2 separate regions of the Anser cygnoides genome follow, and region 2 is linked to region 1. The links are chromatin contacts, called in public Hi-C maps. All regions are on one chromosome and are shown on one strand. The core of a region is the stretch at or near the end of the contact, and the rest is flanking DNA. Distances in the headings are between cores, read along the strand shown. Region 1 holds the start of RPL13 (ribosomal protein L13). Region 2 holds the start of APRT (adenine phosphoribosyltransferase).

Region 1 (5,282 bases), core at 1,250-3,749:
GGAAGTATAACTTTGTGGAAAGCGGTGACCGTTCTTGTGAAGGCAAGAGCAGCTCGTCCTTCCAGGCTCTGTAGGCATAAAAGAATTGGGTGAACAGTTTCTGGGGATGGTGAAAGGACATGGGACCTGTCACCTAGGCTGACTGGTGCTGACCCACGCGCTCTGGTGGCTCCAGGCAGCTTTCACCTGTCATCTACTTGACTCCTGATACATCGAGGAGACCTTGTTGCAGAGGCAGAGCTTTGCCTCCTCTAATTTGTGTCCTGGGAGCCCCTAGCCAGTCCCCACCTCGCTGCCAGGACTGCTGCACCCATCCCTTGGGGCTTGCAGCACGCCGTGTACCTCCGTGACCTTCCCTTCAAAAGCCCAGTCCGTAACATGCAAACTAGCCAGGAGCCAACTTAATGTTGCGTGGTTTGCGAATGAAGCAATCCTTAAATCTTCTTTTTAAACAACAACAAAGCCCCAAACACTTCCCTCTACCCAGCAGCAAGCCTCCTGTGCCTGGTAAGGTGGCCGGAACTCGCTTGGACACCCTGCTGTTCCCCGCATCCCCGCTCTGTCCCCAGGACAGTGCCCCAGCAGCGCTCTGAGAGCGGGCGTTGTCGGGGGGTCTCCTCTCCGCAGGCCCTCCTCTGTTCCGATGCTTTCATTTAACAGCAATCAGATGTTTGCTGGAGGGTCAGCGGAGAAAAACCTTTTAAGTCAAGCCAAAGTATCTACAGAGCGCTCCGTTTGCCAGGCCAGTGTGTCGCCTGTCGTCAGCAGAACGGGGCGGTTCGGGGGGGACAGCCACCTGCTGCTCGAGCGCGGCCCTGCTTGCGGAGGGGCTGGAGAGCTGGCATTCCCGGGGAGCACCTTCCTGGTGACCCTCAGCCCGTGCCTGCAGGGACAGCTCCGCTATCTGGGACGCGTTCTGTGCGCAGGGGAGGGGTCCGGGTCTGGCTCCAGCCTCGTCTGCCGTCGCTCTGCCTCCTTAGGCAGGGCCACAGGTGCCGGGACAGCGGCAGTGAGGGCGCTTCCCCGATCGTCCCCGCGGTTCTGCCTTGCCGAATCATTTCCTAAAGCAGGCTTTATCGCCTCCAGTCATACTTGGCGTTTCTGGCCAAAAACACGCTTGTGAAAGGTGCCGGCTGCCCGGAGAGCTTTGTACCGGCTCGGCGGGCGCTCGGGTCGCACCGGCTGCAGCGTGGTGGCTGGGGCCCTGTTCCCTGCGGGCTCCAGCACGTGCTGTGGCCAGATGTGGAGGTCCAAGTTGAGCTGGCAGGGAGAGGTCAGGTCAGTTCAGAGGGGCTGTTTTCAGACCTCTGTGCCTCATTATGCCTTATTTACTCTTTATAGCTGTCTAATGCCCTCCTGGAGAAAGAAGTGATAAATTATGATGACATCGAAGCTTTGATTGGGCCTCCACCCTACGGGCCGAAGAAAATGATAGCTCCTCAGAGCTGGCTTCAAGCAGAGAGAGACAAGCAAGACACGAGAGACGAAGAAATGCCCCAGCAGCCACCAAACCACGAGGAGGAGGAGGAACCACGCCTGAGACCAGTGTGAAGCCCCCTCTTTATGTGGAATGGGAGGACTCCAGAGGCTTCTTTTGAACACAGACCCTTTCCCTCTTCAGCTCCGGAATCAAAGATACCGAGTAGGGAATCTCTGTGATGCCGTTCCCCAAAAACGAAGGGATGGCTCCGCTGGCTCTTGTAACAAGCTTTTCCCTGCAGGAAGGAGAACTCCTTAGGATTTTGAAATTGATTCCCAGCAGGGTAGTAGTGGTTAGGAGTTGGGTAAGTCTAATCTGCTGGAAGGATTTCTTGTACACAGGGATGTTGTTTACGTGTTCTTAGGGATGAAATGTGCTGTGGAGCCCTTGTCAGCTACCTCTGGCTGTGCCGTGTGGGGTGCCAGGGGTGCGCTGCCATTGCCCTCGGTGCCAGAGTGGTCAGCAGCGAACCCCTGGGAGACTGAGCTGGCTGCAGTTATGTGACTCCACCGTAACCTTTGATTGTCTTTGCTGCTGGACATAAAATAGAAGCTGAAAACCAGACTGCACTAGAATAAATCCTCTAACGTGCTGTTGTTTGTACGGTGTGTCAAGGCATGGCGAAGTGCGTGCTGCAGGTACGGGGTTGCACAGGACGTGGGCTTTCTTTTCACTGGCATATACTTGGTTTTTATCGCAAGGGTCGCAGAAGCAGAGATCGAGGGGAAAACCCCCCCTTCCCAACCCACCGTGAGCCCACGGTGCGATGCTGGGACCCAGCCCTGCGGAGAAGAGCTGGGTGCCTGGTGTCCTCCGGCCGGGCCAGGCCCCTTCAGGCAGGACTGTCGGTCCTGGGTTACTCCTCGAGGACTGTCTGTACCCTGCGGGACCCCTCTGACATCTTCCAGGCCCCCGCCATCTCCCCCCCAGCCCTCGGGCCTTGGTTCCAAGCCCCCTGCTCGGGGTCGGGCCGGAGCTGGGAGCCGTCCTACCCCCGGGTGCGGGGCCCTTTAAAGCCGCCGCCATCTTGAGTGCGGGCAAGGTGAAGCCGCCACGAGCCCCTTCCGGCGCCGCCATCTTCCCGGAGCCTCCTCCGCACTTCCGGCGCGCGCAGTGGCCGCGCTTCCCTTTTCCGGTCGGCCATCTTCGCAGGCAGGAGGTGAGTGGCGGCGCCGCGGGGCTCCATCCGCCGCCATCCGGCCGGGGCCGCGCCGGGCGGCGCTCGGGGCCCCGCGGGGGAGCGGGGCAGGACCCGGGGGACGCCTCGGAGGGGTTTTGGGCCGGTCGATGCCGCGCGATCCGCGCCCAGCCATGTCCGTGTCCGCAGGCCGCAGCCGCCATGGCGCCCAGCCGCAATGGCATGATCCTGAAGCCGCACTTCCACAAGGACTGGCAGCGGCGGGTGGCCACCTGGTTCAACCAGCCCGCCCGCAAGATCCGCAGGTGAGCGGGGAGTGGGGAGCGGGGCGGCTCCGGCTGCGGTCAGATGATGCGAAACCTCCGGAATCGCTGCAGCGCCGTGATGAGAGCTTGAACCCTGCCTGGCTGATGACTGCCGGAGCCGCCGGGGGGGGGGGGGGGGGGGGGGGGGGTTTGGGGAGCCCCCGGTGCGGCTGGGGGGGGTGGCAGGAGGGCTCTGCCCCTGACGGGTCTCTGCCCCCCGCTCCAGGAGGAAGGCTCGCCAGGCAAAGGCTCGCCGCATCGCACCTCGGCCCGTGGCTGGGCCCGTCCGGCCCATCGTGAGGTGCCCGACCGTCAGGTACCACAAAAAAGTCCGTGCTGGCAGAGGCTTCAGCCTAGAGGAGCTGAAAGTAAGTACGGAGGAGCTGTCCCGGCCCGGTAAGGCCAGCTCTCGAGTTTGAGCTCCGTCGTCCTGTTCTTTTGCGTAAAATTAAGTCACGAGTGGCTGCAGTGTACTGAAGTGTCAGTATCTGCTTGCACTGGCTGAGCTTGCACATAGCCAGGGACCGGTTGCTGTTCTTGTGGGTTGTGGAGAAGCATACAAAATGTTAGTCTTTTTTTTTTTTTTTTTTTGTAATTGTGGCATGGGGAAGCAGTAACACGACAGAGTGAAAGGTTAACTTAAAAAGTAAATACTGGTGTGCCTGGTCAGACTGTCAGTTAAAACAAAATATTAAAATCAGATTCTGGCAGTGGGTGAATTCTGGTAGAGGGTCTCCTGAACTTAATTTAAGTAAAAGGACTGGCAGGTTTTGTTGTTAAATGTCTCTTCCTTTATAAAACACGTTACTGCAAACCCTACAGAATGTAGTGGGTGTGGACCCGTTTGTGCTGTAGAACGAGTAGGTCGTGGTCTCTGCAAAGACTGGGGGAAGCTTTCAGCGCCCTCGCCTTGCTTCAGCAAAAGGTGCTGTGCCATCCTCCCAGGTGGCGCTCAGCTGAGGAGCTGCTGGTGGTGAGCTGAGAGGGAGGTGGCCCGCAGAAAGCCCCACCGGCCTGGTTCCACGCAGCAGGAGTAAACGTTAGCGACTGCTGGCAGCCAGTATCCCCAGCCTCTTGCGTGTTGTTTAGTGCCTAATTAAAGCATTTATAACAGTGAAATTAGCGCATCGAAGCAGTAAAGCTGTACTTCTGAATGCCAAATGCTTCATTACTTTGCTTTCCTTTAACGTTCAGATAATGTTGGGATATAAAATGGAACATAGATGTTCTTAAACAGAAAACGAGCTTATTGCTTAAGGATGTTACCAAAAGTATTTTTTTAACGGAGCTTTCCCTGTTCAGCGACCAACAGTTGCCATGTGCCGGCTCCATAAATTCATCTGGCACCTATCAGAGTTAAATGGTGGCACCGGTGGGGGCTGCAGTCGAGTGCCGAGGCCGGGGGCTGTGCTCAGCGGCGCGGTGTCGGGCGTTGCCGCACGCTGGCACTGCACGCTCTCTTTCTGTTCAGCTGGCCGGCATTAACAAAAGGTTTGCCCGGACCATCGGAATCTCCGTGGATCCCAGGCGGCGGAACAAGTCCACGGAGTCGCTGCAGGCCAACGTGCAGAGGCTGAAGGAGTACCGCTCCAAGCTCATCCTCTTCCCGAGGAAGCCCTCGGCGCCTAAGAAGGGAGACAGCTCCGTAAGTACTCGGCCTCTAGAAGCGCTTGACCGGATCTGTTTGCGGTGACTTGTTTGGTTGTCAGTCCTTCCTCCTGGTGCTCTGGTGTGCAGTCAGGGGGCGTTCTGAACACTTAGAGCACGGCCCCTGGTGGGGGGACGGCCGCAGGCTGGGCCTGCCCTGTGCTGCGAGCTGCTTCGGGCACTGCCGTGCTACTGGAGGGGCGCAGCGCGGGGCTGGGGCTGGCTGCCTGGCCGCCCTGCTTCAGCTGGCTGAATTTCAGTCTGAGGCTCACCTGTCAGCGGCTGGAAAGGGCTGACAGCGGCTGACAGGACCAGGAAGGCAAGGCGAGGGTGTGCTCTGCACCGCTGAGTAGTTCGGGGAAAGGAGCGGTGGAAGTCTCGAGAAGGTTGTTGCTGTTGACACACAAAAATGCTTTTCATAAAAATCTCGCCGAGATCCAAAGCGGAGTTGGCTTTTCCTCTCTGGTCTTGGCTCTGCGTGTGAAAAGCACACGCTTCCCGTGGGGAGGCGCAGGCAGCGAAACGCGGTGCTGTGTTCAAGCTGCCTTCAGTCTCTGGGAGAGCCTGTCGGCACTGAGCTGCTCGGCCACAGTGCTGTGTGCGGAGCTGGGCCGTGCTCGGGCTGCTTTCACGACGGGGGCAGGAGGCTCTCAGGCACCTCGCACAGCCTGGTGGGACACAAGTTCTGCTGAACGCGTCAGCTTCACGGTTT
Region 2 (5,282 bases), core at 1,201-3,700, 350 kb before region 1:
AAAGGCGTTTACTTAGAGCACTTACTGGAAGAGGGGGGGAGCTCGATGTTCATGCCCTTGAATTCAAGCCAAAGAAAGCAATTTAGCACCAACTCTTATGCCCCAGCCTGGCCCCCCCCCCCCAAAAAAAAATCACAGCACGGCTCGCCGACACGAACCCCGTGTGCGTGGCTCGGCGATGAAGCCGCGCCGTGCCGGAGCACGGCAAAGCCCCGGGGAGCTCCCAAACCTCGTGCCGTGCCCCTGGGCTCAGCACCCATCGGGGCTGGCCGGGGCATCCTCTGCCGGCCTCATTGCCCCCTCCACTCACACCCCCAACCGCAGCCTGGAAACCCCTTTCCCCCCCCCGCGCGTTACCTTGCCATACTCCAGGGTGTACGAGGCGGACTCGGTCGGACCGGGAAGCTTCCCCTTTTTTCGTATCGGCACGAAGCCGATCCCCAGTCTCTGAGCCAGAGGGGGGCCTATGAGGAAGCCGCGGGAGTCCAGACCTGGGGGGCAGAGCAGGAAGAACTCAGCAGAGCCGACGCCTGAGGGTCACTGTGCGACATCCCAGGTTCATCGTCCCGTGTTGCAAGCAAGCCATCTACACCTACTCCAGGAGCACTTTGCCCTTACGGTCATTTCCAGGGGTTTAAGACATGCACCACGGCACCGTGCTCACGCAGACGTGCTGCTGGGGAGCTGTGGGGCACCGCAGTGACACCCCCAGCAGCTCAGCAGCCCTTTCTGCCTCCCTTCCAACTCTTCTTTACAGCAGCAAGCTCAGCTCAGCCCCGGTATCAGTCCGGCCACGCAGCCAGGGACTTTGCACCGCCAGGGTCAGAACTTGGTTATCAGGAGGCACTCGGGCTACGTTTGGTCGAGACTCCCCGAGCCCTGGGCTATCGCCCAGCCCAAGCAGCACCTTCCTGAGCACTTTCATTCTCAGTCTCTTTAAAATGTGTGCTGCAGCGCGTTATCACCACGAAGGCTGTTTCAGCTGGCTTGATAAAACCCTCCGGGAAGGAAAACATGCTGGAAACGGGGGCTCCGTGCCCTGGGGACTGCATGAGACCTTACAGGCATGGCACACCGGGCTTTAGTGCTCAATGAATGCCTCTTTTCTTATTGAGGGAAGGAACGAATTACGAAACTTGCACTGAAGTATCATCAGATGCCATCTGCCACATCCCAAACCAGTATTTCAGGAAACTACAGTACTGGGTTAAGGGTATAACTCCTGCTGGTGTTACGTATGATCCAGGCCGACATTCGGATGATGTCCAAGGGCTACAATCTCTCCTGCCCCATTAGCAAGGCGTCTCCCCACACTGACCGCCTGGGCACCACGGTGCTCTGTCTCAGTGAACGCCCACCTGCAATGAAGTCGATGTGGGGGAAAGACGCCCTCAGGTGATCTTCCAGCAGATCAATCAGAGCCCTGAAGGCCACAGGATCCTTCAGCAAGGGGCTGATGTCGCTGCGAAGAGAGGAAGAGCGGTTAGCGAGCTCCCAGGGGTGCACGTGGTGGAGCTGCTGCACCCAGGGGGAAGCGTGCCCGGCAGGGCAGGCGTGCAGACACGCCGCCACGGGGGAGGACGGGCAGTGGGGCTGCTGCAGCGGCACTTGCAGCTTCCTGGGGAGGGACCAAACCCCCAGCCACGAAGCAAGCCCAGACCTGCAATGTATTGAATCACCCCTTCATCAGCTCCTTCCCCAGCCCCTTTCCTCCATCCCCAGCCCCCTTCCTCCAGCCCCAGCCCCTTTCCTCCATCCCCAGCCCCCTTCCTCCAGCCCCAGCCCCTTACCTCCATACCCAGCCCCCTTCCTCCATTCCCAGTCCCTTTCCTCCATCCCCAGGCCCCCCTGTTCCATCCCCAGGCCCCCTGCTCCAACCCCCTTCCTCCATCCCCAGCCCCCTTTCTTCCATCCCCAGCCCCTTTGCTCCATCCCCAGCCCCTTTGCTCCATCCCCAGCCCCTTTGCTCCATCCCCAGCCCCTTTGCTCCATCCCCAGCCCCTTACCTCCATCCCCAGCCCCTTACCTCCATCCCCAGCCCCCTTCCTCCATCCCCAGCCCCTTACCTCCATCCCCAGCCCCCTTCCTCCATCCCCAGCCCCTTACCTCCATCCCCAGCCCCCTTCCTCCATCCCCAGCCCCCTTCCTCCATCCCCAGCCCCCTTCCTCCATCCCCAGCCCCCTTCCTCCATCCCCAGCCCCTTTGCTCCATCCCCAGGCCCCCTGCTCCATCCCCAACCCCGCCGCTCCATCCCCAGCCCCTTATCCCCCACCCCAGCCCCGCGGCGCACCGGAACAGCACGCCGGGCACCGGGAAGTCGGGGAAGCAGCGGACCCGCCGGCGCACGGCGCTCAGCCGCTCCCCGCTCATGGCGCCCCCGAGCACTGCGCAGCCGCCGCCGCCGCCCGGCCCCGGCGGACAGGCGGGGCCCTCCCCGGGCCTTCCCCGGTGCGGCTGCGCCGGGATCGGGCCGGGTTTTCCCCGGGGGGTCCCGGCCCCGCCGGTCCCCGGTGCGCCCCGGTGCGCCCCGGTGCGCACAGCCCCCGCCTGCCGTGCCCGGGAGCCGGCTCAGCGAGCCCCTCCGGAGGGGGTCCCCCGTGCCCAGGGGAGCCCCCGCAGCCCCTTCCCCCTGCCCTGTCAGCACGCTTCTTGGGCTATCTCCTGCTTTTCTGCCTCTCGCACCTCTGGAGCCGCACGGTGTGTTTGTAAAGCCTCCGGTTTGGGTCGGCACCGGGGGGGGGATAAACGGTGGTGGGGCTGGTCAGGGTGCTGCCGGCCCCCCGCGTGCACCCCTGCACCCCGAGCCGGGGTCAGGAGCCGTACGGGACGGTTACGCATCTCCTGGGGCAGCAGCTGGGGCTTGGATCTGCTCCAGGCAAAGCTGGGCACAGCCCCCCCGCTGCAGTAAAGGCCCTGCTGCCATGCGGCACCCTTGGCCGAGCTGGGTGCCCGCTGCTGATAGCTGCACGGGGACAACTCAGCTCCAAACCCCGGGGACAGCCGGGGGACAACAAGGCTCCACGTCCCCTGGGACAGCCGTTAGGGCCCATCTGTGCTGTGCGTCCCATGGGGCGGCGAGCCAGCAGCTACCATTTTGCAGTGATTTGGTGCAGACCCCACAGGCTGGGTGCCGAGGGCTGCAGCAGTGGAGTACAGGACACGGAGCATCCTTCCCCTGCTCCACCTGGATCGGTCACCCCGACACCCTGCGGGTCCCTCCAGCTCCCAGCCGAGGTCTGGCGCGGCAGGAGCAGCCGACAGGAGGAGAAGGTGGCCTGCTCCGCACCTCGGCTGCCATGGGCTCGTGCTCATCTCATCAGCTTGCGAGGCACCCGATCCTGCCTGCCCCACGGCACCCTGCGCATCCCGTCCCGTGGCAGCCTCCGGTTCTTTGCTCGCTGTAGCTGAATCCTCTGCTGCTCTGTTTCCTTCCCACTCCATCTGTAGGTGGCTGCGGGTCTCCTTGGCCTGCTGGCATGAGGCACCTGTGTAAGGGATGGCTGCTGGGGCACCGGCTGAAGGTCAGAGCAGTTCCCTCTCTCGTCAGGCTCTCTGTTGCCAGAGCCAGCCCACACAGGAGGTCAGCGTGCCTCCTTTCACAACCATTCCCCCACAAAGTAAGATTTTCCCTGAAGTCAGATTATCTCTTTGGCACCAAAAGGATCCTAACAGCTGTTCCAGCGAAGCAAACACAGATGAGGCACACGGCCGTCCACTGGAACAGGGGCTTCGCGGCGGCCGTGCTCCCGCAGACCTGGAAGGGATTCTCTTGTAAGCTCACCAACCACAACACTGGACAGCGAGCTAGGCCAGCAGCTCCTCGTCTTCCTGGCGGGTGGAAGCGATGGAATTACTCTGCCTACCCATGGAAACGAGCGGGAGAAGGGAAAGGGCCCTTCTGCAGCCTCCCAGAGCACCGAGCCAGGCAGCCCTGCCTTCTGCCTCGCGCCCCTGGAGGAGCCATAAGCTGGGGGCTTCACCACTTTTTTTTTTTTCAGAGTTGCAACTCAATTCGTATTCGTGACCCTGCAAGGCAGCCACCACCGTTATTAGCAGCCACCACCTCGTTTTCTAAGCGAGGTGCCCAGGCTCTGTGCTTACTGACCCCACCAAACCAGCAGCTCTCGCCAGGACGAGCTGCCGAGGGCTCCCACCGCTCCCTCCGCGTCCCAAAGCTGGGTGAAGAAGCAGCTGGGGGGGGGGACGGACTCCCTCTGCTGATGCAGGATCAGGACTCTCTGACATGTCAATTCTGCCAGAAGGAGAGCGGATCGCTGATCCAGTGGGAGACATCCCTGCCCACGGCCGGGGGGTTGGCACGAGGTGATCTGTGAGGTCCCTTCCACCCCGAGCCATCCCGTGAGAGGTTACGCCGAGTCGCACTGCTAACGCTCCAGCTGCCAGGAGTTAACCTCACGTGCCAGCTCGGGTTTAAAACAGCTTCTCAAATCTTTTGTCAGGACTTCACCTCATTAATCCCCCCGTTTCAAAGGACTGCACCTACCAGCGCAGACTGGTTTTAACATCCGAGCTAAATTAGTTTCCCTGTAATTGTTCAACCTTTCAAACAACAGCGCTGACTCCTACTGCAGTTTCCATCTGAAAAGAACTTTCCTAGAACCAATTTCCAAATGTGATGTCAAAGGACTTCAGTTCTGGAATATCACCCGGGAGGTGTCGGCATCCGCTTGCGGCTCGGGGAGGTTCAGGGCCGCTCGGTGCCTGGCAGAGAACCACAGCCTCGCATCTGGACCCCCCCCACGGCTCCGCGGCAGGGGAACGCTGTCCGCGCCTCTCCTTCTGACGCAGAACATCAGCGAGTTAAAAAGCGCTTTGAGATCCTGGTGGGAGAGATGTTACTGAGGTTACGAACACAGAAATGGGGTGTACGAAGGCTGGAGAGCTAACTCTTCCCCAGGCAGTCAGCAGAGCTGCGCTGAGCACGGAAGTTTCTGTTCCGTTAGGGGATTTTTAAAAACTTCAGCGTGAAGTGGAACAAAGTGCCCAAAATTTCAACACGCCTCACAAGGGGAAACGGGAACTCAACTTTCCTCTCAAATCCGCTGGAACGCTTGATTTCAATTTCAGCTTTAGAAACGCATGCACTTTAAACCACTTTTTTTTTTTTTTAAATCAAATTTGAGATATCTTATTTCAACAGCCCAAGAATGCGGCTCCCCAGCCAGCTCCCCGGACCGACGCTCCAGCTCTGAGCAGCGAGCTAGCTTCGTCCCCGAGCAGAGGCGAAGGCGCCACGAACCAGCTCTGCCCTTCCACAGCA

The links. Hi-C and Micro-C count contacts between places; a contact is called where the count stands out from the background.
Region 2: a Hi-C map of liver shows a contact between it and region 1, with 10 times the contacts expected there. The contact joins the promoter of APRT here to the promoter of RPL13 in region 1. A contact is called at or near these places in 2 of 7 Hi-C or Micro-C datasets (granulosa cells and liver).

What each region holds. Positions count from the first base shown.
Region 1 is chr12:1,474,866-1,480,147 of Taihu_goose_T2T_genome, reverse strand. It overlaps RPL13 (ribosomal protein L13), which reads left to right and starts at 2,499. Exons shown (of 6, transcript XM_048075062.2): 1 at 2,499-2,639; 2 at 2,808-2,923; 3 at 3,150-3,291; 4 at 4,395-4,568. The coding sequence starts at 2,820. SPG7 (SPG7 matrix AAA peptidase subunit, paraplegin) reads left to right here. Exons shown (of 17, transcript XM_048075057.2): 17 at 1,342-2,072. The coding sequence ends at 1,551. LOC125184154 (small nucleolar RNA MBII-202) reads left to right here and starts at 2,968; the gene lies at 2,968-3,045.
Region 2 is chr12:1,822,689-1,827,970 of Taihu_goose_T2T_genome, reverse strand. APRT (adenine phosphoribosyltransferase) reads right to left here and starts at 2,450. Exons shown (of 5, transcript XM_067004205.1): 1 at 2,292-2,450; 2 at 1,359-1,462; 3 at 358-491. The coding sequence starts at 2,371. GALNS (galactosamine (N-acetyl)-6-sulfatase) reads right to left here. Exons shown (of 16, transcript XR_010834367.1): 15 at 1,359-1,462; 16 at 457-491.